Linked DNA regions of Mus musculus: regions 2, 3, 4, 5, 6 and 7 are each linked to region 1. Evidence: chromatin contacts called from public HiChIP or PLAC-seq and promoter capture Hi-C data. All regions are on one chromosome and are shown on one strand. Each heading gives the region's core, a stretch centred on a gene start, on an enhancer-like site or on the middle of the called end of the contact. The rest is flanking DNA. Distances are from core to core; before and after follow the strand shown.

What was found. Promoter capture Hi-C pulls out the DNA fragments that hold promoters and counts their contacts. HiChIP or PLAC-seq counts read pairs in DNA pulled down with a chosen protein or histone mark.
Region 2: a promoter capture Hi-C map of pre-B cells shows a contact between it and region 1, with 2.9 times the contacts expected there. The contact joins the promoter of Hcn3 here to the promoter of Atp8b2 in region 1. A contact is called at or near these places in 5 of 39 promoter capture datasets (the C10 cell line, hippocampal neurons, liver and 1 more) and 1 of 115 datasets of contacts at active chromatin or transcription factors (large pre-B cells).
Region 3: a promoter capture Hi-C map of pre-B cells shows a contact between it and region 1, with 4 times the contacts expected there. The contact joins the promoter of Scamp3 here to the promoter of Atp8b2 in region 1. A contact is called at or near these places in 4 of 39 promoter capture datasets (cranial neural crest, embryonic stem cells, hippocampal neurons and 1 more) and 2 of 115 datasets of contacts at active chromatin or transcription factors (large pre-B cells and memory CD8 T cells).
Region 4: a contact with region 1 is called in a promoter capture Hi-C map of pre-B cells, with 2.6 times the contacts expected there. The contact joins the enhancer-like site here to the promoter of Atp8b2 in region 1. A contact is called at or near these places in 6 of 39 promoter capture datasets (the C10 cell line, cranial neural crest, embryonic stem cells and 3 more) and 2 of 115 datasets of contacts at active chromatin or transcription factors (forebrain and memory CD8 T cells).
Region 5: a contact with region 1 is called in an H3K4me3 HiChIP or PLAC-seq map of forebrain, with 7 times the contacts expected there. The contact joins the promoter of Dpm3 here to the promoter of Atp8b2 in region 1. A contact is called at or near these places in 4 of 39 promoter capture datasets (cranial neural crest, embryonic stem cells, hippocampal neurons and 1 more), 1 of 115 datasets of contacts at active chromatin or transcription factors (forebrain) and 1 of 9 other capture datasets (adipose tissue).
Region 6: a promoter capture Hi-C map of pre-B cells shows a contact between it and region 1, with 5 times the contacts expected there. The contact joins the promoter of S100a6 here to the promoter of Atp8b2 in region 1. A contact is called at or near these places in 3 of 39 promoter capture datasets (cranial neural crest, pre-B cells and stem cell-derived epiblast-like cells).
Region 7: a promoter capture Hi-C map of liver shows a contact between it and region 1, with 5 times the contacts expected there. The contact joins the promoter of Efna3 here to the promoter of Atp8b2 in region 1. A contact is called at or near these places in 14 of 39 promoter capture datasets (the 3T3-L1 cell line, the C10 cell line, cranial neural crest and 8 more), 2 of 484 Hi-C or Micro-C datasets (cerebral cortex and embryonic stem cells) and 4 of 115 datasets of contacts at active chromatin or transcription factors (embryonic forebrain, embryonic stem cells, forebrain and 1 more).

The regions. Positions count from the first base shown.
Region 1 is chr3:89,961,845-89,965,098 of GRCm38.p6, forward strand. It overlaps Atp8b2 (ATPase, class I, type 8B, member 2), which reads right to left and starts at 1,494. Exons shown (of 28, transcript NM_001081182.3): 1 at 1,313-1,494. It also overlaps the pseudogene Aqp10-ps.
Region 2 is chr3:89,158,459-89,161,712 of GRCm38.p6, forward strand. Hcn3 (hyperpolarization-activated, cyclic nucleotide-gated K+ 3) reads right to left here and starts at 1,699. Exons shown (of 8, transcript NM_008227.1): 1 at 1,327-1,699. The coding sequence starts at 1,601.
Region 3 is chr3:89,175,843-89,179,096 of GRCm38.p6, forward strand. It overlaps Scamp3 (secretory carrier membrane protein 3), which reads left to right and starts at 1,549. Exons shown (of 9, transcript NM_011886.3): 1 at 1,549-1,815; 2 at 2,148-2,225; 3 at 3,253-3,254. The coding sequence starts at 1,750. It overlaps Gm45927 (predicted gene, 45927), which reads left to right. Exons shown (of 19, transcript NM_001310017.1): 12 at 2,148-2,225; 13 at 3,253-3,254. It overlaps Clk2 (CDC-like kinase 2), which reads left to right. Exons shown (of 13, transcript NM_007712.4): 13 at 552-1,245. The coding sequence ends at 737.
Region 4 is chr3:89,195,171-89,198,424 of GRCm38.p6, forward strand. No RefSeq gene overlaps it. Among named protein-coding and RNA genes, the nearest start is that of Gm23269, 4.5 kb to the right of the region's middle. Within about 2 kb of position 1,466, at least 351 of the 459 cell types and tissues checked have an H3K27ac peak or open chromatin away from gene starts, as enhancers often do. A contact at or near this core is called in forebrain, memory CD8 T cells, pre-B cells and 1 more, where this site is marked.
Region 5 is chr3:89,264,928-89,268,181 of GRCm38.p6, forward strand. Dpm3 (dolichyl-phosphate mannosyltransferase polypeptide 3) reads left to right here and starts at 1,534. Exons shown (of 2, transcript NM_026767.4): 1 at 1,534-1,679; 2 at 1,802-2,152. The coding sequence starts at 1,807. The coding sequence ends at 2,085.
Region 6 is chr3:90,611,387-90,614,640 of GRCm38.p6, forward strand. S100a6 (S100 calcium binding protein A6 (calcyclin)) reads left to right here and starts at 1,508. Exons shown (of 3, transcript NM_011313.2): 1 at 1,508-1,840; 2 at 2,357-2,518; 3 at 2,805-3,028. The coding sequence starts at 2,381. The coding sequence ends at 2,936. S100a5 (S100 calcium binding protein A5) reads left to right here. Exons shown (of 3, transcript NM_011312.2): 3 at 125-394. The coding sequence ends at 268.
Region 7 is chr3:89,321,338-89,324,591 of GRCm38.p6, forward strand. It overlaps Efna3 (ephrin A3), which reads right to left and starts at 1,602. Exons shown (of 5, transcript NM_010108.2): 1 at 1,369-1,602. The coding sequence starts at 1,496.

The DNA of each region.
Region 1 (3,254 bases), core at 244-2,743:
CCTCCCACCCTCTCATGTACTTTCTCCTAAAAAGGTGTAAGTCCAGGCCACAGGAAACTCCTCTTCCTTCAGATGGAAAGCCTTGCCCCTCCTTAGTTCCCTTGCCTCTAGCCTGTCAGTCCCAAGAGATACTAATTGCCTGTCTGCCCAATCTCTGTAATTACTGACTGTGGTCCTAGCCCAGCCATCCTCTCCCGCTCTCCCTTCACTAATGTGCACTCCCTCCTTGACCTCAGAGCAGACAGTCCTGAGGGGCACTAAGTCCTTTTCACTCCTGACTCTCCACAACTGTGGCAAGCAACAGTGGCTGCCCCCTTGGCTCTGGAAGAAAAACCTCATGAACAATTTGGCGATGCCAAACCCTCTTCCAGGGCCCCAGCCAGGGTCTCCACCCAATCTAGAGCATGAGTCACGGGGAGGGTGGAGTGTGGAACCAGACGCTAAAGGAGAGGATGCAGGGTGGGCATTGCTGGCTCCTACCCAGCCCCACTCGAGTGGGAGGCTATCAAGCATCGTTAGCCCTAACATCTGGGTCTTCCTTCTTGGAAAGAGTTAACAGTGGAGCAAGCTGACCATCAAGCGTCAAGTCTGGATACAGATCAGGAAAGTACTTTTACCTCTAGGACCCTGGGGAGACTGAGAACAACTTTGGCCCCAATCCTCGAGAGGGGTGCAGTAACAAGGTCCCCCTCTCAGGATATCCTGGTTTTCTAAACCGACTAGGCCCACCAGCCACGTCGCCTTGCCCCGTCACCCTACCCCAGCCCCCTCTGCAGCCACATCTGGGATAAAAATAGCCAGCCATGGGAAAGAGGCAGCGCTCCACGAAGGAAAAAAGACTCCTCCTCTGGGTCTGGCCTCCGCTCCTTTCCAACCAAGAGCCTTTTCAGGGGAAGCTAGCAGATAGACGAGACAGGAGAAAACAATAATACCGGAGGCCACCTTCCTTCCCTCTCCAAGGACAGTATCCAGGACCCACCACACAGCTCTGAGCTCCCAAAGCTAACATCCCTGGCACCCTTGGTTTTCCTGGGGCACAGAGAGACCTCCACCTTCCCGGGACAAATCCTATCAGCCCCAAACTCCCTCTCTAGGCACCTAAAGGCTGGCACCAGGTTACTCCTCACACCCCAGCTCCGCACGCCCCTTCGGGGCCCCATTTTCCCAGCTTGCGCACAGCTACCGGTTCTCTCCATCCTGGTAGCCCTTCTCTCCAGCCTCCCACAGCCGCTCCCCGTGGCACCGCTGCCCGCGCCTCCCAGAGCCGACCCTCCCGGTCCACACCCCCGGCCCCACGGTGGCAGCGCCTTACCTTAGCGCTCCGCGCGCGGCGCTCGGCCCGGCGGCCCCGTCCGGCCCATGCCGGGGGCTGGGGCGGGGGCGCTCGGCTCCGCTGCCCGCAGGCTCCCGCCCCCCCACAGCAGCCCGGCTCTCCTGACCCCCCCGGGGCCCCGGCCCGCTACTTTGTGTCAGTTTCGGCCGCGGGGCGGAAGTGACGGCTGCGGCCACGGGCGGGGGGCGGGAGGGGCTTTGGGGAGGTGAGGGGCGCGGCGTGCGCCATCTTGGTGCGTAGGGAAGGGGGGGGTCCCAAGCTCCAGCCGGGACACGCACACAATCGGCGAGGCTGGAGGACGCTGGGATGCTGCTGCTTTATTTTGGAAGCCAGAAACCGAGCGAATGCTGCTTTCTCTGCCAGAAACCATCTTCGGGGAGGAGCCTGATGCGGGAGTAGTGATGAAGAAGCCCCGTAGCACACTTCTCTCTAGCCCAAGTCTCTGCTGTGCTTCCCTCCTCGCCCTGGCTCATCTCAAGGCCTTTCACTTCCTGAAAAGGCACAGCTATGCATTGACTGGGAGTTGTGCCTCAGTTTCTCCACTTGGTTCTCCTGACGATAAGTAGTTGACTTTGCCCCTTACCACATTCCCTTGGGTGGTATATTACGCGCGCGGACACACACACCTCGAAGAACTATCTGAGGTCGTTGGCGCTCCTGTCAGGCCAAAGGTAGGAAACGTAGAGATTTCCCGAGCTGGCAGCCAGAAGACAGGAAGATAGCTCCGAGGCAGAGCCCTTGCCTAGGCCCTAAATCAAATCCCTAATGCCACAAAGTACGAGTGGTTTTGTTGTGTTGTTGTTGTTGTTTTGAGTCAGTGGGAGGGGATGTCTCACTATGTAGCTCTGAAAGGCCTGAAATTCTCAGAGACCCTAGGCGTGCTCCATCACTTCCGAGTCAAACTTAAACTGGGTTTTGTTTGTTAAAAAGATTCACTCTTAAACCGGGCGTGGTGGCGCATGCCTTTGGTCCCAGCGTGCGCCTTCGATCCCAGCACTCCGAGGCAGAGGCAGGCGGATTTCTGAATTGGAGGCCAGCCTGGTCTACAAAAAGTTCCAGGACAGCCAGAGCTATACAGAGAAACCCTGTCTCGAAAAACCATTAAAAAAAAAAAAGATTCACTCTTGTTAGGTGTGTTGAGTAACACGCTGAAGTCAAAGCCGTTATGGTCTGCATAGAAGATTTCAGTACTCCATAGGGAGACCTCGTCTTAAGACGAAAAAGTGAAGAAGGGAGAGTAGAGGAAACCAAGCTTCTCTCGAGAAGCTCCCAGGCCCTACCCCTCAAAGGATCCTAGGATCCCTCCACCCACCCGATTCTAGAAACCTTCCCAAAGCCAGCGTGCACACCCTCTGGCGGCTCCTTTAAGGAACTGCGTGCCTGGAAGCTCCCAGGGTAGAAGACCAGTCTGGAGTCCTTCAGGAGTGGTAAACAGAAGTGTCCTAGTCTGGCATAGTAATACAAAGAATATCTGTCTTGCGTGCTGGCCAGCTCATGGTGCTCTTGCAGAGTGGGATAAGATTGGTCCTTGTCACAGCTTACACTCCAGCTGAGCTAGAGTAACCAAGTCTGAAGCCTTGAGTTGAGATGCCATCACCTTTGGAAATGGTTCTAAATCCTCAGGATGGTGCAGAGCCACCAGGAGCTGGTATTCGGCTGTGCCCAGGGTGGCCCCCACCATAGGAGCCACTGGAGGCACCCACCACCAGCCATTACCAGCGCTGTAATGGAAAGACAAAGGGAGGGGTCAGAGGTGGCTCTTAGACACACCTCTTCCCATAAGCCAGGACTAGTAAGGCAGGCCCTCACACTATTCCTGTCATGACATCCAACAGTGAGCATGGGTTCACATTCATGAATGGGAAGCACTTAGGAAGCAACCCCCAGCAGAACTTAGTCCAACCTCTAGTCTTGCAGAATA
Region 2 (3,254 bases), core at 449-2,948, 800 kb before region 1:
AAGCTACATTGCCTCAGAAGAAACTGTAGATATGAGGTCAGGAGGGGAGCAGGGGACAACATTCAGAGGAAAAAAACAAAAAACAAAAAACACTGGAGCACACATGACGGTTTCAGGGCTAATCCCAGCGTAAGTCCTAAACACAGTCCCTTCTGATTCTGATTGCAAAAATCAATCCTCTCAACCTCCAAAAAAGCTTGTTAGTTCCCAAGTCCAGACCCACCCCCGAATGCCCCTCAGACTTGAATGTTTTCACTCAGCAACAAACCCCTGATGTTTCTTCCTCCCCTTCCACAGCTGCAGAGGAGAAATCTTGCACTGTGAGACACTGGGAGAGAGGAGGAAAGGTTGGCCGCGCCATCAGAGCATCTTCACAGCCTGACTCACAGGCAGTCACAAGCCCAGCGGGTGATGTGGTAGAGGACTGCGAAGCAACACAACTCTGAGGGGGATATGGCTTCTGGGGATATGTCTGAGGGTGAACTGGGGGAGGGGAGGGGATCTGCTGGAGAACAGATAGGCAGGTGAGAGCGAAAGAATAAAGAGGACTGGAAAGAACAACGCAGAATAGGGGACTATTTACAGGGAGTGAATGTTTGAGAATGGAAGATACTGTCTGGGCCTCCGATTGTGTTTCCAAGCTCCAGAGACACACCTCATTTCTTCAACTGAAAGCTGTCCTTCACTGTCCCCAAGGGCAGGGCTGATTTTCTCCCCTAGCGACCTTGATGTAGACGTACAGCCTGAAGGGGACAGTGAAATGGCTACATCCCAGTTCTCTGTCCCTTTTCTCTCCGGGAAACACCTGGGCGGTGGCTGAGCCCCTGCTTTCCTTCCCAATCTTTCTGAGTACCCGCCCCGCCCAGCCGCATTCCGCCTTCAGCACCACGGACAGCAAACAGAGCTGTGGACCCGACTGACCCCTGTTCTTCTCCAGCGTTCCCAGCGTCCCTGATCTGTTCTACTGAACTGGGCAAGTGCTCGGTGTGTGGTTAAAGCGTGGTAGAGAGTGGAACTAGGCTTCTTCCTCAGGTCTCCAAGCTTTGGGGCATGATATAATTTCCCACATCCCCAGAAAACAGTACTGAAAAGAGGCAAGGTTTCCAAACTCCGATGCTCTCTGTGGTCATTGAGGTTCCTGCATTGGGTGCACTAAGTCCTCGGAGATTACCTGATGTTCGCTGTCCCTTATGCTTCCCTAACCTGACAAAACACTGAGGACCTCGGGGAAACCCGCCTAGGAATTCCCAGGCTGGGTTGGGGGAGGTGACTCCACCCGGCCGGTAGCACTGGTGTCCCTCGCTCTCCCCGTTGAGCCCCCCGTACCGGAAGTCGCTGTAGGGGTGGATGATCCAGGCCCCGGCGGACTTCACCCTCTCCTGCTCGATTTCTACTGCTTTGTGGCTGCCGAAGACCCGGAGAGAGAACTTGTTGACCGTCGGCTGCAGCAGCGTCCCGAGCTGCCGCCTCTTCGGCTCGGGCGCAGACTCCGGCACCCCACCTGAGGCCGCGCGGGCCTGGGCCGGAGCCGCAGGAGGCGTCTCGCGTGCAGGGGTCGCCGCTTCGCCGGCCCCCGCCGCCGGCCGCGCCTCCTCCTCCATGATTGCCCTCACTCGTAGGGCCTCCCCAACCGGTCCAGGGCCATGGCGGGCGCGCAAGTCTCTGGGAGAGCAGCCCAGGCAGGGGAGCTCCGACCCGCGTGCGCCCGGGGCACAGGGGGCGTGTGCAGGCGACAGACGTGCGAGAGCTGCGCCCCCTGGCGAGGGCTGCGTGAGACTGGGCGGGGCGGGGCGGGGCGGGCCGCTGGCACAACTGCTGCCCACACTTTCCCGAGAGGGCGTGGCTTAGGGGTCCTGAGGGTGGGTGGGTGCTGTGTGTGTGTGTGTGTGTGTGTGTGTGTGTGTGTGTGTCTGTCTGTCTGTCTGTCTGTCTGTCTGTCTGTGTCTGTGTGTGTGTCTGTGTGTCTGTGTGGTGGGAGTGCTCAGCTTGCTTCTGGAGGCGGGAAACTCACTAGGGCATATGCAGCCTGGGGACCTCCTGAGGGTCAGGGACAGAATGGGAATCTGTTCTGACCATGTCCTTTCTCAGCACTCTCCTAGGAGTCTTGCTATGCCAGAGATCCTCTAAACTGCTTTCTGTAGTATGTGTTTCCTAATTCATTAAGACAACCTTTAGCAAAACCATTCACTGAGTGCATGCTGAGGATGCAAAACTGAGCACAGAAATCTTAGCTAAGTCAATGGTTCATCTCCATAAACAGATCAACAACCAAGGAAATACCATACTACATGCCTTTCTGAGCTTTACGTGTAGAACAACTTTTTTGTTTTGTTTTGTTTTGTTTTGTTTTGTTTCAGACAGGGTTTCTCTGTGTAACCCTGGCTGTCCCGGAACTCACTTTGTAGACCAGGCTGGCCTCGAACTCAGAAACCCGCCTGCCTCTGCCTCCCAAGTGCTGGGACTAAAGGCATGCACCACCACCACCCAGCTTCTTTCCTCTTCTTACAGCCACTGCCTGAGATAAACCGTCATAATCTCCAACTAAATTATTTCAAGAAGTTTACATTTTGTTTTTGACATGGGCTGTAGCTCAGGCTGGTCTTGAACTTCTGATCTTCCTCTGAATTTCAAGCACTGGGATTACAAATGTGTGCCACTCTACCTGGTCTCAGAAGTTTTTAATAATTTTCAAAGTCTGCTGGACTTGGTGTTGCAGTCTTTTAATCCCAGTACTTGGAAGGCAGAAGCAAGTGGATCTCTGTGAATTTGACACCAGCCTGGGCTATATTGTAAGTGCTAAGACAACCAGGGATACATAAAGAGACTGTCTCAAAAGAAAAAAAGAAGTCTTCACCAAATTCTCCTAGACAAATTCATGTTTCAGTCTCCAAGTACACTTTCTACATCCACATGACACTGTTCAGTTTTCTTAAAGTCCTTCCAAGTGTCTCCATTTTAGAAATACATTTAAGGGCTGGAGAGATGGCTCAGTGGTTAAGAGCACTGACTGCTCTTCCAGAGGTCCTGAGTTCAATTCCCAGCAACCACATGATGGCTCACAACCATCTGTAATGAGATCTGATGCCCTCTTCTGGTTTTATATTATACATAAAATAAAAAAGAGAAAGAAAGAAAGAAAGAAAGAAAGAAAGAAAGAAAGAAAGAAAGAGAGAAAGAAAGAAAGAAAAAAGAAATACATTTAAGCTCCTTAGTGAAACTTACCAATCACTAAAAATTTGAACTTAGTCTCAGCA
Region 3 (3,254 bases), core at 299-2,798, 790 kb before region 1:
GGAGGAACATTGAAAGAAGATAATTTGGTCAACGGTGGACAGAGGAGATCGAGGGTTCACAGATAACCTCATCTATAGACAACCAGAGGAAAGCAGACAGAAAAGAATAAACTACCTTTGAAAAGCTTACACTTTACACTTTAATGTGGAGCTAAGGAAGAGTCATGAGGTTGACAAGTATATACAAGTAAAACAGAATATTAAGGATTAATTGTGCTAGTGGGAAGGTAGGTTGAGCTGTAATATCAGAAATATTATGACCACATAATGTTGTGATAAGGTAGCTTTCAAATTCCATGCAAGCCGAACTTTGGTTCTTTTTCTAAAGAGCAAAAGTGGGGCTTTAGAGGAAGCAGGGAGTCGTAGGTGACACAGGCCTGCAATCCCAGCACTCGAGAGGCTCTTGTGAGGCCGAGGCAGGTGTTCCAAGTCAGCTGCAGTGCGTAGCTCCAGAACAGCCTCGACTGCACAGTGAGACCCTGTCTTGAAAAGGAAAGAAAGAGAATGAAGTTTGTAAGGCATTGCCTTACCTTCTTCCTGCCCTCCACCAGCGGTATCTGACCTCAGAGGCAGAGGACCACCACCAGCTCTTCGATCTGATTGAAAATATGCTAGAGTATGAGCCTGCTAAGCGGCTGACCTTAGGTGAAGCCCTTCAGCATCCTTTCTTCGCCTGCCTTCGGACTGAGCCACCCAACACCAAGTTGTGGGACTCCAGTCGGGATATCAGTCGGTGACAATTAGGCTTTGGGCCCCCTGCTCCTTGTGTAGCAGTGGGTGTCCAATCCAGGACACTGGTGCTTTTTTATACAAAAGAACAGAGGCAGAACTTGCCCTCTCTCCAGCCCCTGGCTCCTTTGTACCTGTGAATATGTGGAATAGTGTAAATATGACAGAACTTGTACCTATCGATTCAACCCCTGACATGTATATACTACTATTTACACTCTCCCAACCTCATCTGCCCCTCATGTGGAGGTGGATGGGGGGCAGAATGACGTAACCAGGTGGTGTCTACCCCATGTTTTATAAGGGATTTTGTACAGTCTTTGTGAAATAAAATGACATGCTTCATCTGACCCCCCCCAATCCCTGGAATTTGAGGTTCGAGGGTACTGGGGTGAAGGAGTGAAATAATTGGTAGCCATCTGAATTTGGGTATAAAGGCCTCTTTGTCCTGCCAACTTAGAGTCACTTATATGCACTTTGTATTCTGAGGTAGTAAAAATTAAAGTAGATGCAATCAGGTAGAACTTGTGTGATCTAGAGTAGTGAATGTCAGGAAATAGCTTTGGCCCTGTAAATAAATGGATAGTGACAGTAGCCTTGAAGTTATGCCCTTCAATAGATCCAGAAACCCGTGAAGAAAACTGAGCTTCCCGCCACTAACCTGTGCGCAAAGATACCTTCTGAGCTGCTTAACATGAAGCTACCTGGGATATGTAGTTCATGCCTGCTAGGAAGTCACGTGGAGGAAGTGTGACTCTGGGCTGCGGAGACTGGCTTAGGGATATCACGTGCGGTACTTCCCGCTTTTGGGTTTTTTTTTCCTCCCCCCCCCCCAACTGAGGCGCAGGCGCAGTCCACTGCTGCTGCGGGAATCTTCGCGACTCTTCCGGTTGTTTCAACCAATTGGAGCACAGGGAAGCGAGTGGACCAAGCACACCGGAGGGAGTTCTTTGGGCCGCCACCGCCGTACTGCCGGGGCAGGGGCGTGTAGGGCAGGGGCGGCCGGGTTCACTTGCAAACATGGCTCAGAGCAGAGACACCGGGAATCCATTCCCCGACTCCGGCGAGCTTGACAATCCCTTTCAGGTGATTTGCGCCGGCCTTCTTTGGCCAGTCTGCATACTGTTCTGTGGGGTCGGAATGCTATTCCCATTTGTGACTTTTGACCCAGGGTAGAAGTGTCGCTATGTGAAGGTGGCGGTAGCTCGAGACCAGTGAACATGGGGAGCTAAAGGGTTGCGGGCTCTGCCCCTTTAATGAGCGGGTTCTAGCTATGTAGAGTGATAGACTTGAAGGCAAATGTTGGGAACAACGGCGTGGCACCAAAGGCTCAGTACTTGGAACCACGAGCAGTTTCGGGAAGTTCCTAGGAATTCCTTTGACACCGATTGCCCGCTGAGCCCCGTCTCTGCTCTCAGGACCCAGCTGTGATCCAGCACCGACCCAGCCAGCAGTATGCCACGCTGGACGTCTACAACCCCTTTGAGAACCGAGAGGTGAGCAATTAGAGGGAGCACAGAAGAGCAGGGAAAGCCGAGTGTACCATGAGCTCTGTCTGAGCATCCTGGGGACTTTGTTAATGCAACCAAATGATGAAGTGGTGTGCTTTTAGCTTCCCGAGAGACGTTAGCCAAGCCAAACCTAATCTCGGACAAAAGGGTCATCTAGTTTTGAGTTAAAGAAGTCGGTCCAGGGAAGACTTGTTTGAAGAGCATCAAGGTTGGGGCTAGTCATAGTTGAGAAACCCGTGCGATCAGAGGGCATATGAGGAGGGCAGTAAAAGAAAGTAAGGGTGTGGGGGAGCTGTGGGGATGTAGCTCAGTTGGTCGAGTGTTGCCTACCAAGTGCACTACCCTAGCCCTCAGCACTACATGAACCCAGTATGGTGGCCCGAGTATATAATCCTAGCATTTGAGAGGTAGAGGCAGGTGTATAAGAAGTCACCCTTAGCTAGTAACAAGTTGGAGACCATGATGGCATGTGAGACCCTGCCTCAAAAAACAAAGAGTCAGATGGATTAATGGGTAAAGGCTCAGTTTGCAGCCTAGACTAAAACCTGACTTCAGCCAGTCCCCCAAGAAGGTGATGAAGGCGAGAACAAACTCCTATAAGTTGTCATGTGACCTCCATGTGCATACCATGAGAGAGTGTACACACACACATGAACTCACACACAATAGGTAAATGTAATTTTAAAAATTAGAAAAGTTAGATGTGGATAATTGCTGATGGCATTGGATGTAAGAGGCTGCACAGGACTGCTGCAGCTCTGATGGAGTTGCCCAACTTACATAAGTAGCTTAGGAACGTGGCACAGAGCTGTCAATCCCAGTGCTTAGCCTGAGGCAGGAGGATTGTAAGATTGAGATCAACCCACGTGCCTGTCTTCTCAAAAACAAAACCAAAAAACCCAACGAGGTTCCCAACTTGTAGGGATATGCTGCTGACTTGGGTAATGCTTGCACACAGACTAGATGACTGAGTTACAGGGACTAGGTGATGTCTAAGGCTTGTCTCCAGCAGCC
Region 4 (3,254 bases), core at 216-2,715, 770 kb before region 1:
GGGTTTCTCTGTGTAGCCGTGGCTGTCCTGGAACTCTGTAGACCAGGCTGGCCTCAAACTCAGAAATCTGCCTGCCTCTACCTCCCAAGTGCTGGGATTAAAGGCCTGTGCCACCACCACCTTTCAAGAGTTCTACATCTTAATCTGAAGGCTGCTAGCAGAATACTGACTTCTAGGCAGCTAGGGTGAAGGTATTAAGCCCATACCCACAGTGACACACCTACTCCAACAAGGCCACACCTCCTAATAGTGCCTCTCCCTGGGCATAGCATTTACAAACCATCACAATTATTGTTGTTGTTGACAGAGTCTCTCTACATAGCTCTGGTTGTCCAAGAACTCCTATGTAGACTAGCCTGGCCTCAAATGCGCAGACATCTACCTGTTTTTCTGCTTTACTCAGGGGTGGGCTATGCTCAGTTTTAAGATGTATTTTCATTACGTGTATACCCACTTGAGAGCTGGTATCCCCTGGAGGTGGAGTTAGCAGCAGCTGGGAGATACTGGATGTGGATACTACAAACTACCTGGGGTCCTCTGGAAGAGCCATCTCTCCAGCACACTTCCCCACCCCCGCCTTTAGCATCACCCTAGACTCTAAGTTCCAAATCAGGGATTTGCTCATTGAACCTAACACAGTGTATCTATCCACCCCACCCCACCCCCGCCCCCAGCGTATCTATCTTTAGCTAACATTTAGTATGCCAGTCCTGGTGGCTCTCACTGAGCACTTGAGAGGTTGAGGCAGCAGGATAATCGAGGGTTCAAGGCCAGGCAGGACACCCTGTCTCAAAATATTAAAACCAAAACCGCCCCAAAGTGGCAGCAAAATAATCTAAAGAGTTTTAGGTTCTTACTACTGCGGGAACAGCAAGATGCCCTCCAGGAATGGGAAAAGGAAGAGTCACGGCCCAGAGATGATATCAGGCTGCAAGGGCTCTTGAATAATTCACAAGGAGAGTGTAGCCTCAGGAAGGGTTGGTATGCAGCCAGGACAACAAAAACAAGTAGGAGGTAAAGAACCTTGCCTCACCAGGGCAGTTTCTGGAGACTTAATCTTCCCTGTGCTGAGGTTCCTTAAGGAGTAAACTCAGGAATCTTGATCCGATCGCACAGGGTAAGCTCACTGTGCAAACCCAATCGCCTCTCCTAACCTATTCGCAGTGCTTGGCCCTACAGACACAGTGGCGCATCAGCCACCCTCGCCTCAACCCCTGTTTGTGTAGTCTACATTATAGACTAAGAACAACGCGGGTCAGTTACACGACTCTGTCCCAGGAGAAACAATGAAAAGAGAAGGCCTGGGATCCCACTTTCTAAGGAGCCTCAACCTCCTCGCTAAACCGAAAGCTTAGCCTCCAGTTTCGCGCCTGCGCATTTTGGTACTGCAGCTCTAACCCAGCAGGCTCTGAGGGAAACTCGCCTTGCCCACCTCACGCTCCCCCAGACGAATCTCACGCCCAGCCCTCGCCTCTAGTAACTTCTATCTTCATGCCTCATTCGTCTCAGGCCCCTCCCACAGCCCCACCCTCACACTACACCTCGCCCCACCCCCGCCTCACGCCACGCCCCGCTCCCGTATGGCGTCCCGCCCACTTGCCTTTGGCTGCTGTGATTTCCTTTAGCCTCCGGTTGGGGCTGCTGTTTCTCTGATTAGACCTCAGGCAGAATTGATACTGGTCAATTCTGCCTGAGTTTGGTGCGTTAACTTTTTCCTTTCCAGCATTTGCACGGAACCATCCTGTTATCATTATTAGTTGCTGTGCTAGTTAGTTTTTGTCACCTTGACACAAACCTAGACATTTGGGAAGACCCTCATCTAAGGAATCATCTCCGTTTGATTAGTCTGTGGAGCATATTTTTCATATTTGATTGGTATGATAATAAGATCCAGAGCACCGGGTGGTACTACTCGACCCCTGGATAGGTAGGTAGTCCTGGGTTTAAGAAAGCTAGCAGAGCAAACCATGGGGCACAGTCATCGTTCCAGTTTCTGCTATTGCTCCTAACCTGACTTCCCCCGTGATGGATTGTGTCTGGGAGTCGTAATATGAAATGAACCCTTTCCTCCTCAAGTTGTGTTTTAGTTATGCTGTGTATTACAAAGACAAACCAAAACAGTTGCAAAAAGACTTGTGTTTTACAAATAAAGAAAAGGTAAAGGCTCAGGGAGTACGCTATTGTGTAGTAGCCAGACAACTTAAGTCTGGTCCCTAAAATACTTAACATGGAAAAGAGGAAGCCTACTCACTCATGTGGCTGCCAGCGTGCACCTGGGAACATGCACTCACATACAATAATTAAGTAAATACAACAGAATATAAGTTTAATTTTTAAAAGGGGATGAAAGGCGGGCCAAAAGGCTCAACCATTGCTGGAACACACTGTAAACACAGAAAGAAAAAACAAACTCTACAAAGTTGTCTTCTGACCTCCACACAGGTGCCATCATTCTCCTGCCCCACCAAAAAACACAAGAAAGGTTTTAAAAAGAGGTGATCTGGGCATCGTTATGCAAGCCTTTAATCTCAGCACTTGAGAGGCAGAGTCAGACAGAGCTCTTTGAGTTTGAGGCTAGCCTGACCTACTTAGATTGTCCTAGTCCGGGATACATAGTAAAATTTGTCTTTTTTTCTCTCTTTCTCTCTTTCTTCCTTCCTTCCTTCCTTTCTTTCTTTCTTTCTTTCTTTCTTTCTTCCTTTCTTCCTTTCTTTCTTTCTAAGACAGGGTTTCTCTGTGTCACACTGACTATCCTGGAACTCACTCTGTATAAAAGGCTGACCTCAAACTCAAAGATCCATCTGCCTCAGCCTCCTGAGTGCTGGGATTAAAGGTGTGGGCCACCACTGACCAGGCCAACAATCAGGTTCCTACTGAAACAAAATTAGGCTTCTGCCTAAGATTAGATGTAGATCATCACAGATAGATGTAGATCATCACACAACTGAAGGCAGTTGCTGTAAGTTAGACAAAAGAGCTGTATGGTATTATGAGTTTGTGTCACAGGATAGTTTATTTTGTGTTTTTGTGTATGTGTGTCACTAGAGTGGCATCTGAAACCCTGGGTATGTCACACTTCTGCAATCTCAGCATGTGGAGACAAAGACACAAAGTTCCAGGTGACAGTGAGACCCTAATTCAAGAAAGAAGAAAAACAAAACAACCGAATATGAAACAAAATAAAAACAAAAACAAAAACAGACCACAAACTACTAAGTACATCCCTAGCCTTAGAAACTGGAGTTGAAAGACCC
Region 5 (3,254 bases), core at 284-2,783, 700 kb before region 1:
GCTGGGAATGGAGCTCAGAGGATCCTCTAGAAGAGCTGCCAGAGCTCTTAACTGCTGAGCCATTTCTCCAGCCCCTCTGGATTCCCTTTTGACATACCAAAGTAAACTAAATTTCCAATCCAGCTACAAAGCTTTGAACAATGGGTCTTTGAACATTTGTTAATTTTTATTTTATGTGCACTGGTGTTTAGCCTGCACGTGAGTCTGTGTGAGGTCTTGGAGTTACAGTCTACTTCTGTCCCCGCTTTGTGATTTCCAAGTGGACCCTCAATCCACTCAGACTAGATTTTTTTCCCTTTAAATCAGGGCCTTCCTTATGTAGTTCATGTTGGCCTTGAACTTGGAGCAGCCCTGCCTCCTGAGCCTTGGGATCATGTGGATGTCCTCAGGACTTTTTCACTCCTCATTTACTCGTTTTTCCAACAACAGAATTGCTTTAAGGAAGGTTTGGTAACACACACATTTAATTCTAGCACTGGGAAAGCAGAGGCAGGAGTAACAAGGGTTCAGGGCCATCCTCAGCTACATCCCATGCTCTAGGCCAGCCTGGAATACATTACATTAGACTCTGTCTCAAAACAAAACGAATACCAACCAGGCTGGAAACAGCTCAGCTGTTAAGTGTGCTTGCTGCTCTTCCAGAGGACCTGAGTTTGGTTCCTAGCTCCAGTGTCAGACAGCTCACAACTACCTGTAACTCCAGCTTTTCTGGCTTCTGCAGGCACCTAAATGTATCCAGTATACGCTCAGATAGACACACATATGCACACATAAATAAAGATTTAAAACCCAAACAAACCAAAAATCAAGCCAAAGAAAACCCCCTTGTTTTATTTAAACTGTTATTGCTACCTAAAGGCAACCAACCCCTTTTTATTAAAAAAAAATTTTTTTTTTATTTTATGCACATTGATGTTTCACCTGCGTGTATGTCTGTGTGAGGGTGTCAGATTCTCTGGAACTGGAGTTACAGGCAGCTGTGAGCTGTCATGTGGGTGCTGAGAATTGAACTAGGATCTTCTGATAGAGCAGCCAGTGCTCTTAACTGCTGAGCCACCTCTCCATCCCCTAGCAACCAACCCTTTATCATATCCTGTAATGGTCATGGTCTTCTTTCTTCTTCTGTTGAATTGCCCTGGAATCACAGGTATATGGGCCTGTGATTTGCAGTTCAATTTGACATGACCAGCCTATTTCTTCAAGACAGGATCTCAGACTGGAGTTCAAGTTTATTCCGGGTACTCTGTAAAATCCTGTTTCAAAATATAAAAGGGCTCAGTGGTTGAGAACTTGCCTAGCAGGTGTGAGGCGGCCTGTTCATGTTTGCTGATTGATGGGTGTGTTGGAAGAATGCTTGAATAATTGAATGAGTGGGCTTTCTGCACTGGAGAATCTAGTTTAAGGGGGGCGATGTAACATTCCCATCTTAACGCAGCGTTTCGGGGTATCCTCCGATTGTCCACAAGTTCCAGCCGGTATCGATGTGGGTCTCCAGAACAAAACGGCAAAAACTCTTCTGAACTCAGATTTTCGAAGAGCAGTGTATAACCAACCTGGATCTGAGCGCGGCCGAAATTGTCCTAAGAACTACAGTTCCCAGAAGGCAGCCCGGAAAAAGGGCGGTAGTAGAAAGGGACTTCCGGATGCTGATGCGGGCCTTGTCAGCGCGGCACACGGAGGTACGCTTAGGTGGCGGGCAGAGTGGAAAGACGGAAATGGGTGGCGGAGACTGGGAATAAATGTCAGATGCAGAGCGGGGATCGGTAGAAAGAACCCTTAGCTTTGATTTTTCTCCCTGCAGCCAACATGACGAAGTTAACACAGTGGCTTTGGGGACTGGCTCTCCTGGGCTCTGCCTGGGCTGCCCTGACCATGGGAGCACTGGGCTTGGAGTTGCCTTTCCCCTGCCGAGAGGTCCTGTGGCCACTGCCTGCCTACCTGTTGGTCTCCGCTGGCTGCTATGCCCTGGGCACGGTGGGCTATCGCGTAGCTACATTTCACGACTGCGAGGACGCTGCCCGAGAGCTGCAGAGCCAGATCGTGGAGGCCCGAGCTGATTTAGCACGCAGGGGGCTGCGCTTCTGACACCTAAACCCATTCCAGTCTGGACATCTTTCCTCATTCCGCATTAAAATGCAGTTTTATTTTCTAATCTTGTGTAGTTTTGAGTATGGAGGATAGCGGTGGGGTGGGGGGTGGGATGGGGATTCTATATACTAGAGGTCAAGAGGTGAGGGGGCAGGAGAACCACCTTACCAGGCCTTACTTAGCTTTGCATTTTGATGGTGTTCTGTTCCCTTCTCAAGATTTTTTTTCTGTTTGAAATAGGATGCCATGTACCCTAGACTGGCCTTGACCCCAGCCATATGGCTGTGGATTATCTCGATTCTAACGTCTCTAATTACAGGCTAAACCCACCATGACTAGACTAGTTTATGTCATGCTGGGCTTCAAACTTGGAAGTCCACAACTGAACTATATCCCCAAAACAGGTTTGTTTACTTGTGTATATGGTTTTAATATATATGGTTTTAATAAGTAGTTCAACCTGGCTTACAACCAACCCTGTCGTGCTACCCAGGCTGCCCTCAACCTGTGGTCCTCCCGCTTCAGCTTCAACCTTGGAAGTGCTGCGAGGCTTCCCATACAAGGCTGCGCAGGAAGCATGGGTCCCTAACTTCCTTCCATTCTTCACAGCTTTCAAGTTGGTTGTTTTTTTGTTTTGTTTGTTTGTTTTTTGAGACAGAGTTTCTCCATGCAGTCCTGACTGTCCTGGAACTCACTCTGTAGACCAGGCTGGCCTCGAACTCAGAAATCCGCCTACCTCTGCCTCCCAAGTGTTGGGATTAAAGGCGTGTGTCACCACTGCCAGGTTTCTTTTCTTTTTAAAAGGACTTCCTGGATCTTTCTAACTTCTAGTTGTTTTTTGTTTTTTAAAGATTTATTGCCGGGTATACAGGGTGAGTTCCAGGACAGCTAGGGCCACACGGAGAAACCCTGTCTTGAAAAACAAAAAAACAACAAAAAATATTTATGTTATGTGTGTGAGTACACTGTAGCTATCTTCAGACACACCAGAAGAGGGCATTAGATCCCATTACAGATGGTTGTGAGCCACCATGTGGTTGCTGGGAATTGAACTCAGGACCTTGGGAAGAGCAGTCAGTGCTCTTAACCACTGAGCCATCTCTCCAGTCCTAACTTCTAGTTCTTTCAAATCCCTTTTCTGAGCCAATCCTACAGGCCCCCCAGGC
Region 6 (3,254 bases), core at 258-2,757, 650 kb after region 1:
ATGTCCCAGGAGCAAAGGCTAGACTAAGCCTTCCTACTGTAATTCATTTGGAATATGGTCCTGTGGTAAAGGTGTGGGCTGGGGCTGGGCTGCTGAGTAGTCTCCTCCTCTTGGGCCCTTGTAGAAGATGAAGGAGAGCAGCATTGATAACTTGATGAAGAGCCTGGACAAAAACAGCGACCAGGAGATTGACTTCAAGGAGTACTCTGTGTTCCTGACCACGCTGTGCATGGCCTACAATGACTTCTTCCTAGAGGACAACAAATGACCAGGACACTGGCAGCTCCTGATCCTGACCTCTGCAGCCTCTTTAACTGCCCCTCCTATGGCCCCTGCCCTTCTCTTTCTCCCAGATGGATCCTTCCAGCAGAGAAATAAAGCCTTATCCATTACACGCACTGGTTTTAAGGTGGTTTGTGTCTTGGCTGAGGCAGGGGAGAACAGACATTTTGGACCACTAAGCCTTGGGCCACACACAGGTGGTCTGTGGATAGCAGGAGCTGGGCTCTCATCCCTCTTCACTGGCAGTCCTTCATCATGGACATTGTTGGAGGTGTCCTGACTTTGTTCTGCACTCCTGTAAAATAACAAAGCTGCCCAGACAGCAAAGATGCAGAGAAAACAAGAGAAAAGGCCGTGAGAGCTAGGAGGCCAGAGGGATGGGCTGTGGCCCAGCAGTGATGGTCCCGCAGGTCTGACTTGGGGATAGCCCGCAGGAGACCACCCCAGGAGCCCTTCTCCTCTCCCTTCCAGGAACACCCCTCCCATTACTCACTGAAGAGTGACTTCAGGATGCTAATCCCTCCCCACACCCTACCAACTTCCTCTTCTCAAGACTCCTCCCCATTACCCCCCCCCACCCCAGGAGAAAATGTTCAAAACTTTTCACTTGAGATGAGTAACTGAGAATGCTCGCTGGGCTTGGCTCTACTATGTGCACATTCATGCATAAGCTGCTCTAAGGATGAAAATCCAGGCAGTGAGTGGGAGGAGGCGAGTGATGTTGCTAGAAATTTATGGTTGGTGGGGGATGCTGTTTAAAATCTTTTAGACTGTGTTCTTTCCCCATGCCCCCTTTGATACAAGGCTCAAAATTCTACCTTTTGGGATCAACGTCTTTAGCTATATATCAAGATTTAGACCAGTGGTTCTCAACCTGTGGGTTGAGACCCCTTTCACAGGAATTGCCTAAGACCATCTGAAAACACAGATATACACATTAAGATTCATAACAGTAGCAAAATTATAGCTATGAAGTAGAAACGAGAATAACTTTATGATTGGGGGACCACCACAACTTGAAGAACAGTATTAAAGGGCCGCAGCATTAGTCAGGTTGAGTGAGAACCATTTCTTAGAGGATGTGGTAGACAGACTGCTTCCCCTCCCTCACTTGGGGACCTTGCCACTAGAGGGCAACAGCATCAGTGTGGTTCCCAGTCCCCCTCACACTGATGCTAACTTTAAGGACACTGCTCTCGGGCTGGCAGAAGGTTCAGCACACAAGCCAGAGTTTCGAGTCACGTGCCAGAAGGGAAAACTAAACACGGAATTAGAGAAAACTTGATGCCTCTGGCTTGCACTGGTCTCCTTTGGGCCCGTTAGGGCCCGCTAAACTCCCTCATTCCGCTCCTAATCCTGGACAGTCCAGGCAACAGGGGCGTGGAAAGTTGAGGGGGCTGGGATGTTCGTTTGCCTTGCCTCAGGCGCTGGGTGGGGTCGGGGCGTGCCAGCACTCCCTGGGCGGACCTCACGGATGCTGGCCACTATAAGGCCGGCCAGACTGCGACACATTCCATCCCCTCGACCACTCCTTTGGCGCTTCGCTGTCGACCGTGCGGTGAGCTCTCGCTGGGGGGTCCCTCTAGGGTCTTTCTGCTCCTGGGCAAGGGGTTAAGCCACTTCCTTCCCCCGTCAGCCTCTGCAGGCTCAGTGGGTGGAATGCATTGGGATCCAAGTTTTCGGAGCCCAGGGAGGCAGGGAGAGCCATGATTAGGTGGGTTGTATCAGGCAAACCCAGAGGCTAATGCATCCCTATGGGGCGGCAACCTGAGTCTGCTCTTCTGGGGTGCAGGAGGGTTTGCCCTGGGTGTGTCATCGTCCCAGTGTGTGGCTATGTCAGGAGGTGCCCAGGGGCACTCTCCATTCTCTTCCTTGCTCAGTCATATGCCCTAGTTCTCTTGGAAGCCCTGGAGGACAGTGCTCACAGATCCCAAAGCCCCTTCCATTCTTATATCCCTCACCTAAGTTGCCCCGGCTGCCACCTGTGTTGGCTTGAGACTGACTGCCTCAGGCAGGGGGGTGGTGAGAGAACTCTCTGCTATCAGCAGCACTGACTAGCCCCTCTGTCAAACAGCTTCTTCTAGCCCAGTGATCAGTCATGGCATGCCCTCTGGATCAGGCCATTGGCCTTCTCGTGGCCATCTTCCACAAGTACTCTGGCAAGGAAGGTGACAAGCACACCCTGAGCAAGAAGGAGCTGAAGGAGTTGATCCAGAAGGAGCTCACCATTGGCTCCGTGAGTAGCCCCTGTCCCGGTTCCCCCTCCTGCCTCTCATCTGAGTGGCATTTAATCACAGTTCCTGATCTTACTTCCTGTGGAGGGATGCTCGTATGCCTCCATGCTGCCCTGTCCCCTGAGGGAGGAGCAGGGGCTGAGGAGAGTAAATCAAGGTAAACCCAAGCTGAAGGCCCATCTTTGGTCCCAACGAGCACTTGTTTGAGAGAGGACTTCCAGGGAAGGGGTAAGGAATCTAGGGTGTTGGCCACCACTGAGTGTGGACTTCTCCTTCTTAATGTATTAGAAGCTGCAGGATGCTGAAATTGCAAGGCTGATGGATGATCTGGACCGTAACAAGGATCAGGAAGTAAACTTCCAGGAGTATGTCGCCTTCCTGGGGGCCTTGGCTTTGATCTACAATGAAGCTCTGAAATAAAATGGGACCGTTGAGATGACTTCCGGGGGCCTCTCTCGGTCAAATCCAGTGGTGGGTAGTTATACAATAAATATTTCGTTTTTGTTATGCCTACTCATGTGTTCTGGCTTCCCACTGATTTCCAGTTGCTTCCTGCCTTGCTGCTGGACCCACCATCCAGTGGTCTTAGTCACAGTTAAACTCTGGGAGTAGTAGCTCATTGGCCCACCAGGCCAGGTCTGCCAGCTGACCAGGAATCTTTATGGGTATTAGAAGAGGAGGCCCCTCTAGGCAAAGCCACTCTAAACAAAGGCTCAATCAAGTGACCTTCAGGAGAAA
Region 7 (3,254 bases), core at 352-2,851, 640 kb before region 1:
GGGGGAGGGGCTGCAACCCCACCCCCGAGGTTTCCATGGGAAGCGAAAGGGGGGCGTCATTAGCTCATCCCCACCCCCAGTCTGACACTCTGGGCGCGAGGAGAAAGAGGGGGAGGCGCAGAGCCCCAAACAACAAAGAGCAGAGCAGCAAGCAGGAGCCCCTCCCCCGGAAGGTTGGGGGTCGTGGTCGAGGCCCTTCAGGTCCCCTCCCCTGGGGTCTCACCATTTGTTCCCTAGTCGGCCCCCAGGGCGGAGAGTCAGAAGCAAAGCTGCCGCCACCGCCCGGGCAGGTGTGACAGTGATCCCCGTGTCCCCAGGGATCCCCCTACCAATACACTGAGGTGGCCAGAGTGATACACACGACAGCTCGGCAGGGAGAAGACAAGGGCAGCAAGGACTGTGCAGAATGATGGCCCGGTCCGGCAGCCGGCACCGAGCCGCCGCGCCACACACCGGAGGAAACCACACGGCCGCCCTGACACCCGCCCAGACCGCGGCGGCGCCAAGAGCCACCCCAGCCCAGACAAGACTGGCCACGCGGACACCGACCGCAGCCCCCTCCCCGATCCGCCGCCCGCTCCCACCCCTAGACGGTCGCCGACGCAGACACACAAATCACACACAGACACACGCACACTGACAGCCGCGCACGCCCGTTCACACTCAGTGCCATACGCCGTCCCTAGCTTCAGTGCGTGTGTGTGTGTGTGTGTGTGCGTGTGTGTGTGTGTGTGTGTGTGTGACATGCCGACATCTCTGCCTTCTTCCTTCTCACCAGTACCCTGCGTTCCTAGGGCCCCCCAACTTCGCGACCCTGGCCCGGCTCACCCCAGCAGGGCTTATTCACACAACCAGAGCAACCCCTTACCCTTCGTCCTGAGGAGGTGGAGAATCGGAGTTCCTGCCTTAATGCCGAACCCCACTTTTAAAACCAAGAGTCTTAAGCAGAACCCCATCAACATTACAGGCTGAAAACAGGTCATCCTTCAGCTCCCAAACGCAGCGGCCTATCCCTAGCACACCGGTACTCACAGACTTCAACCTAGCCAAAAGGAGCGTGGATGGTGGGGGAGACTACGGGACAGAGAACACTATTCCATTGGCGAGTGTGGAGAGAAACCAAGATGGGGTTAGGGACCCCCAACAGCCTCCTCCGCACGGCCAGAGCGCTCTTTACTATGCCCCAACAGCTTCTCTCAGACACCCCCGAGTTTCACAGACGCCCACATAGTGCGTCCCCTCTCCCTCGCCTCTCGGTACCAAGCCTGTCTCCCAGGACTGCTGCCAGGTTCCCCTAGGACTTCTCGGGCCCACCAGCTCCCCCATCACTGACGCGGGACGCACGGGTTCTCCGGGTCCCCGACTCACTGCTGATTGGAGCTGTTCCAGTATACCGCATGCCGGTTTCCCAGTGCGCCCCCAGGCCCCTGGGCCAGCAGCGGCAGCAGCGGCACGGGCACGAGCAGCAGCAGCAGCAGCAGCGGAGCCGCCGCCATCCCCGGAGCCGCCGCCGCCGCCGCCCCCCGACTGAGCCCCGCACTCCCGGCTTCTCAGCTTCCCAGCTCCCTGCTGCCGCCGCTGCCAGCCCCCAATCTTAGTCACGCCCACAATCCTTCCCTCCGCCCTTCTGGGCGCGCCCCCGAAGCCCCGCCCCTGGCGCGCTCACGCGGGGCTCCGCCCCACTTGAGCCCAGAGCGCGCCGCGCGTGGGCGACCCATACTGTGTAGCCCCTTTAGGAACAACGCGCCTCTCCTCTCTCCTAGGTGATTTGCTGCAGAGGTTTGCGTCTTTAGGTCCCCCAAGCTTGGAGTTCACAGAAGGATTTGGAAGCCAAGACCTGGACATACATCTGGTGTAGGTCCACACCTTTCTCCATAGAGTGTGGGGGCGTTGAGCGAAGATCTACGTCTGGAATAAGCAAGAGTAGACCCATATCGGACCTCTACTTCCTCCACCCCTTTCCATGTGTGCAAGGAGTTAAATGGACACAAGATGGGGAAGCCTTCAGGTGGTACCAAGAGCTAACAGCTGGCTGCCTGAAGGCCCTCACCTGAAGCCAAACCAGAACACCTCAGCCCAGAGTGTCACCTTCTGGGGGCTGGGCACAGTAGCTATACTTCCTTAATCCTGACACTCTAGAAGCAGAGCCTGGCAGATCTCTGTGAGTTCGAGGGCACCTACATTGGTCTGTGTAACAAGTACCAGGCCAGGCAGGGCTACGCAGCGAGACCGTGTCCCCCCACCCCCACCCCCCGCCCCGTCTCAAAAAAAAAAAAAAAAGCCTAAGCCTTCTATGGTAATCCAGGGCAAAGGTATTTGGTGGTGGTGAGTTGCCAAGGCGAGTTGGAGCCAGGCAGGAATGGAGCAGTCTTCTTGGAAAGCCCACAGAGGTCCCCTCACTGCCTCCGATTCCCTCAGTGATGTCCTTAGGCACGCTCATTCCTGCTTCCATAGATGCTTTCTCTAAGGACAGAGGGCACCTTATATTCCAGCACTTGCCACAGCAGTTGTCTTCTTAGGGACATACAGGCACAAAGATGACATGCACACAGCGATGGGAGAGAAAAAAAATAAAGGTGTCCATATCCAGAAACAGGAGCAATGGACACTTGACATACAGTCCAATCTAGGCACACAAGGTGCCTATAGAGTAGAAATTGGTGTAAACATAGGCCCCTAGACAGAGACACTGACGTATACAGACACACTCTTCTCCCATGTGATTGACCCTCTTTGTGAGGGATCCAGAATACAGATCTACTAGGCATTCACCCCTTATCTTGTCTCTTTCCCAGAAGCCCAGACTGAAAGACAAAGCAGAACCGGGCCTTACTGGGTTCTTAGAACCCACAGCACCTGTGCCCAGGGAGGCAGGCACATTGCTGTTTTGTTGTGTTTCAAGAGGTAGGAAAGATAGCAGCACCTCAGTCAGTTACCTTTGGCAGTACAAGGCCCTGACCACACGCCTGCCTTGGGGGAAGGGCACCGCATGCACAGTAGGTACCATGCCTCCCTGCTGCTAGGCAAGAGTGGGTGCTGTCCTCCTGGGATACCTCTCCACTCCTGGGAGATACCTTCTCTCTCTTCTTGGGAGCCAGAAAATAAATGAGGCCCTTTGAGATGGGAGTGAGGGACTTTGCAAACAGCTCTCTTCATTCCCAAAGAGATTTGCTTCACCCAAATAATGCTAACTGCCTACTCCTGGGAGTTCCAGCCCCAGCCCCAGCCCCAGCCCCAGCCCCAGCCCCAGCCTC